Regions from separate parts of the Mus musculus genome. Here region 2 is linked to region 1. Evidence: chromatin contacts called from public Hi-C data. All regions are on one chromosome and are shown on one strand. The core of a region is the stretch at or near the end of the contact, and the rest is flanking DNA. Distances in the headings are between cores, read along the strand shown. Region 1 has its middle 13 kb from the start of Gm36427. Region 2 has its middle 53 kb from the start of Gm36475.

The links. Hi-C and Micro-C count contacts between places; a contact is called where the count stands out from the background.
Region 2: a contact with region 1 is called in a Hi-C map of cerebellar granule neurons, with 2.3 times the contacts expected there. The contact joins two enhancer-like sites. A contact is called at or near these places in 5 of 484 Hi-C or Micro-C datasets (brain, cardiomyocytes, cerebellar granule neurons and 2 more) and 1 of 115 datasets of contacts at active chromatin or transcription factors (cardiomyocytes).

Annotation. Positions count from the first base shown.
Region 1 is chr13:101,317,414-101,320,233 of GRCm38.p6, reverse strand. No RefSeq gene overlaps it. Among named protein-coding and RNA genes, the nearest start is that of Gm36427, 13 kb to the right of the region's middle. Within about 2 kb of position 1,428, at least 16 of the 459 cell types and tissues checked have an H3K27ac peak or open chromatin away from gene starts, as enhancers often do. A contact at or near this core is called in cerebellar granule neurons, where this site is marked.
Region 2 is chr13:101,485,951-101,488,770 of GRCm38.p6, reverse strand. No RefSeq gene overlaps it. Among named protein-coding and RNA genes, the nearest start is that of Gm36475, 53 kb to the left of the region's middle. Within about 2 kb of position 1,345, at least 11 of the 459 cell types and tissues checked have an H3K27ac peak or open chromatin away from gene starts, as enhancers often do. A contact at or near this core is called in cerebellar granule neurons, where this site is marked.

The sequences.
Region 1 (2,820 bases), core at 179-2,678:
CCACCAAAAGTAAATAGTGTCAATGGCTCTGCGCCTCTCTGAACAAGAATGAAATACTTAAAGGGTTATAGTAAGGGCCCTGCCATGTGAGGCCTGTACAGAGACTGAAGTGCTAGAGGGTATCACTTGTTGGTGTTTCTGCCTGCCTTGTGCTACCACTCACTACTGTGACTCACCGAGGAAAACCAAAAGCTTCCAGAGACTGGCAATTTAAGAGCCTCTTCTCACCTACCCATCATTTCGGTCTGGGTAACTAGCTGATTGATTTGCATGCTCATTCTCACATCATCTCCTTTGTAAGGATGGCCTTTCCACAGTGGACAGGGCTTCTCGTTCCTAGCCTATCGTGTTCACCTCTGAATTCTTGTAGCATTTATAAGGTCTGTCATAATAACAATAAAGCAAAGGTTTTTTTTACTGAGTATTCCTTACATACCCTGTCTTATTCGATACCATCTTTATAGGTCTTTACTTAATCTTCATAACTTTCCAAGCCTATCTAACTATGATAATAAAGCTAGTGATAGCTGGGCATGAACACAGACCTATTGACAGAAAATCCCATGACCTTCCACAACTTCCATCCTCCATCCTTTGGGCTTGGTCATAATATCTTGACTGAATATCATTTTTATATCATGCTATATTTCATTCCATTACACACTGAGTTCCATTCTATGGTAGAGGATCACTTGCTCTATTTGTCTCCAGTGACTATTTTATCTATCATGAAGCAAAGAAGTTCATAGATACTCAATATTTGCAGAAGCACATAGAATAAACATGTATAGTCCTTCAAATCTCTACAAAAACTACCTAGATTAATCCCTCTAGACTGTGGTGCATGAGAAGAGAGACTAGTGTTGGCATTATGGGGAACCAATAAGTCTTCTTGCACAGACTTGCCAAGATTCCTAATTCTCTTAGTGATAAGAAAGACCATGGGAAGCCAGATGTGCACACATACAGTATCAGAGAGAATGTCTAAAGGTAATATCCTAGTCACAAAAGATCTAGTTGGCCTGGAGGCAGGTCTCTAGGAAAATTATCATAAGTTTGTTAATGTAACAGAATCTGCCTATTGAAAGTAGCACCATTCCCTGGGCTTGTGGCTCTGGATTACATAAGAATGGGGGGAGGGAATAAAACAAACAAGCAAAGTAATGACCTTGGATGTATTCATTTTCCCTCTTGACTCATGACTATGGACATGACAAGCTGCTTCAAGTTCCTGTTACCATGACCTCCCCCACAATGGTGGACTGTAACCGCAAATTGTGTGGGGGAAAAAAAACCCCAAAAACCAACTTCACCCACTAAGCTTCTTTTGTCAACGTATTTTATCACAGCAACAAGACAACAAAGCCAAGGCAACTGATTTGACTGTGGCAACTATTGTTCTCTTAGGATCCGAATTACATCTGCCAAGCAGCTCTGGGGTGGCACTTCAGCAGTTTTCTGGGCTCTTTCGCCAAGCTTTAAATAGCTCACTGAGATCATTGAGAATTGGTGCCAAGTGAAAGGCTTCTTTCTGATGGATCTGCTATTAGAGGCCACTGCATTATCAACCTTCAAAGATTTCCTTAACCATAAAGTAATTCTGAATGCAGTGTCAAGAGAAAAGCTCCAACATGCCATAAATCCAATTTAGAAGATACATAAAAATCAAAGGGTGGGTCCACTAGTTTAAATGGCATATGAATTTAATGGTAATGTCACAAACTAATGGACAAAAAAGGATATCCCCAGAATCAAAGGGCTCCAGCATTTCTCAGATAGTGACCTTCAGCCATGTTAACTTACTTTGCCACATCTCAGTCTCTCAGCTCTATAACGAAGCCTGAAAACACCTTGATTCTGAAATCACCTCCAAGATAGCATCTGGGATTGACTGGGTGGCCTGAGCATTCTTCCCATATACCCTATGATTTTAGAGCTCTTGGGGGTTTGCTTTTTATTGTTGTTTCTTCTTGTTTTAGTAGCTGCTTATTGATGTTTTTTAAAATTATTGTTATGCTTTTGTTTTTTGTTTTGTTTCATTTGTTTGTTTGTTGAGACAGGGTTTCTCCTTGTAGCCCTGGCTGTCCTGGAACTCACTCTACAGACCAGGCTGGTCTGGAACTCAGAGATCCCCTGCCCCCTGCCCCCTGCCCCCTGGCCCCGGCCCCCGGCCCCTGGTCCCCACCCCCCCCCCCCCGCCCTCTGCCCTCTGCTTTTTCCTCTGCCTCCTGTTATAATTAAAGGTGTGTGCTACCACCAGGCTTATTGTTATTTTTATGAATGGGTCTTGTATTCACCATATTGCCTACATTAGCTTTGAACCTGAGTTCCTCAGCCTCCTGAATGCTAGATGAGTCACCATACAAAGATATGATATATTTTAGAATCTCTATTATACAAGCGTATCACGCTAACATGCATGTCCCCAGCCTCACTCTACAGAAGGAAGGATGGGTGTCTGGATTACTTTCAGGGTCAGAGAAAAGGCCAGAAGCAGCAAAGATTCAGATTGAAGATGTTCCATTGTTGCTTCCCCGCTGGGCCAGGTAACTCTGCTCTAGGGACTCATGGGCCCTGCCACTTTTCCCATCAGTTACAGCCACGTTCTTTATTATTATTTATATGTTATTTTTTTAAACAGCATAGAATATGTTAGATACCACTTTGACCTTTCTGAACAGCATGGTTTTTGGTTCCCTTCCCCCTGTCTCCCCAGGTCTCTGCTATCCCTGACCCCCTCTGTCTTCTTTCTACCTACCCCTCCCCCATCCTTTTTCATCACTCAATATCCCCCTCGCTCAAGTCTCCTTTCTGGGTTTT
Region 2 (2,820 bases), core at 96-2,595, 170 kb before region 1:
GTGTCAGCTTTGTGAGTGACACATGGTGAGCTGTTGAACTTGAATCCAAGTTTCCCTTCTTCCCTTTCGTCCTCCCCAGCAGGCCTCAGTTCTCACTCACGGAGTCACCAGACAGATGCAGTAAGAGCAATAGAAGCTTTCATGGAAATTGGGTCATAGGAATTGCTTCATAGGATTTGGTCTCGGAATGAGACGTCAGTGTTAAAAGATACCATCCCTCTATGAGTCTGAGAAGCCACCTCATGATTTAGGCTGGAGTCCGGAGTGAGCCTATTGGAAAGAAGTCCACAATGTGATCACAGAGCCTTTAAGATAGCACGCATCCATTTAAGGGAGAAAGAAGGCTCACTTCTCATGCAGAGTATGCATTCTCTCATCACATCCTTCAGCAGATGTTATGGTAGAAGCATAGATTTTTAGCAATTCTTCAAGTTAATCTTTTTGCTTTCCTGGAAAAAAAATGTGCTAATCTAAAGTCATCCAGTTGAGTGGCAGGTCCATCACCAAGATCATAGTTTTGTTATTTTAAATGCTCTAGCATCCTATGTAAATCCCAGTAAGGCAAGATGCTGCCATGGAGTTGGTTCTAGTAATGGGGGGGGGGGGAATCAGACTGTAGCTTAACAGTGAGAATCCCAAGATGATCATGCCACAGAGGGAATGAGGACATTTATCATATGCCAAGCTCATGCCATATACAAAAGCTGTCTGTATGCTTCCCAATCCTCAGATCAAATTTATAAGGGGAGACAGGTTCATTCCATGTTATTGATGAAGATATCAAGACACAGAGCTCTGCAGGTCTTTCCTAGCACTGGAATAAATATAGCCCATCTATAAGCCATCTACTCTGAAGACCCAGAGATGGTAGACTGCCTGTCACAGCTTTGGAAAGGTGAGACTGGCCTTGGTGCATTGCTCCTGGTTTGGCAAGAGCAGCCTTCACCAACCAGATGGAGGAACTACAGATGGCTGCTCCACGATTACATCACCACTCAGGGAAAGTTGGAAGCAGCCACACACCCACTACTCTGCAGTCTCAAATGTAAATTGCCTAGAAAATTGAGCCTTGAGAAGAGAGAGAGAAGGGGAAAAAAACCCCTCATACATTGAACCTTTAGTAGCTCCGCTGACAGGTGGTCTCTGCTGTATCAGGAGTAACATACACATAAAGGGGGGTTTCTGAGGATGGGGAGAACCTTTTGTGAGTTTGGTATTTCTGTCCATAACTAGATCAGGCATCAAAAAGGGGCCAGAAGATGAGGAATTTCACAATACACCAAGGCAGCATCAGAATTGGGTGAGAACAGGTGGACACAATACATGTGGTAAGTTCCGAAAAGAAGACTGAGCCGAACCAGGCTATTCAGAACGTAGCTTGGCAGACCACAGGGAGAAGCATCCAAGGAAAGACCTCTAAGTGGGAGACTGAAAATTTCATGCTTGTTTACTTACCTGTCACTGAATTCAACACATAGTAGGGCAGCTGGAAGTGGTAAGAAGTATATTCTACACTTGTAGAAACTAGACATCTAACCACGGTAGACTCCTGTTCCCTGGGCATGAAACCTCCACTCACTTTGAATGCATCTGGAGAGGGCTCTGTTGTTATCGTCCTTTTCTAAACATGGATCCTGAGTCAGAAAAGCAAAGACAAACCTTTCCAGAATTGGAATTTTACCAGGCTTTTTTTTTTTTTTTTTTAGTCAAACAGATTCAAGTAAATACTGAATTTGCATCTTATAAATGCATACAAACTTGGGATTGAAAATGCAGAGAAATTAGGTCAGTAACTGGCAAGGAGCAGGAGTTGTTCCTTGAGCCACCTCCATTAGACTTATAGGAATGGAAAACTCCAATCTTGCAGCCCCTAACTTTCTGAACTCTTAGTAGTGGAAAGAGTGAAAACTGCAATGATTTTAGCACTTTCTCATCCAGGGCAAAGGTGAATGCATTCTTGAGGAAGACTTGAGTAACCCCCAGTGTCTGGTCTAGACTGAAACGATGAATACCCTGCCATATAACATGAAGTGGGAATAAGTTAATGGTTTGTATTTTGATGAATAGATAGATAGATAGATAGATAGATAGATAGATAGATAGAGATATATGATATATACTCTTGTTTATTGTTATAGACACCCCCAAACACAGACTTCTCATGAGGCCAGAGGATTCACATAGCAAAATGAAAACTGATCCAACAGTAAAACATCTGGATTTAAGAAACTTACTATGAAGACTGTCTTTGGACTCTAAAGTGTGTGTTTGGGAGATTTGCATCCTGGTAACAGCAGAAATGACCAAAATAAGCCACATCTGCAAGAACCATCTGTCGAGAAGCTCACAGAACCACAAAGATATGCTACAAACTCATTGGGGAATGGCGAGTTTCTTCTATTGCCTAATAGTACCAAATTAAACAAATGGTTTAATGGCTGCTATAAACTTGCTCTCCAAACTACTGGTAACTTTTGTGATCACGATCTACGAGCATCCTGTGATTACAAGGAAGACCAGTTGACACAAGCACTGTCAGCAAAAGAACAATTTCATTTCACAGGCTGACACCTTTAGCTTGGTGACTTTCTCGGTACCTGTGCTACGCATCTCTTCTGCCCCTACACAAGGCCGGTGTGAATTAGTGTCCTGAAGAACCGTGCGTTCTTTGAAGTCTATTTGGAGATGTTACTCTGCCCTCGGCATCCGTGTAGCTAAAAACAACAGGGAGGTGTTGATTGGTGAATGTATTTTTAGTCAGATGACTTCAGCCTCAAACAAGGAGTGCTTCAGGCAGTAGGTTCTGAAGTCTGTCTGCTT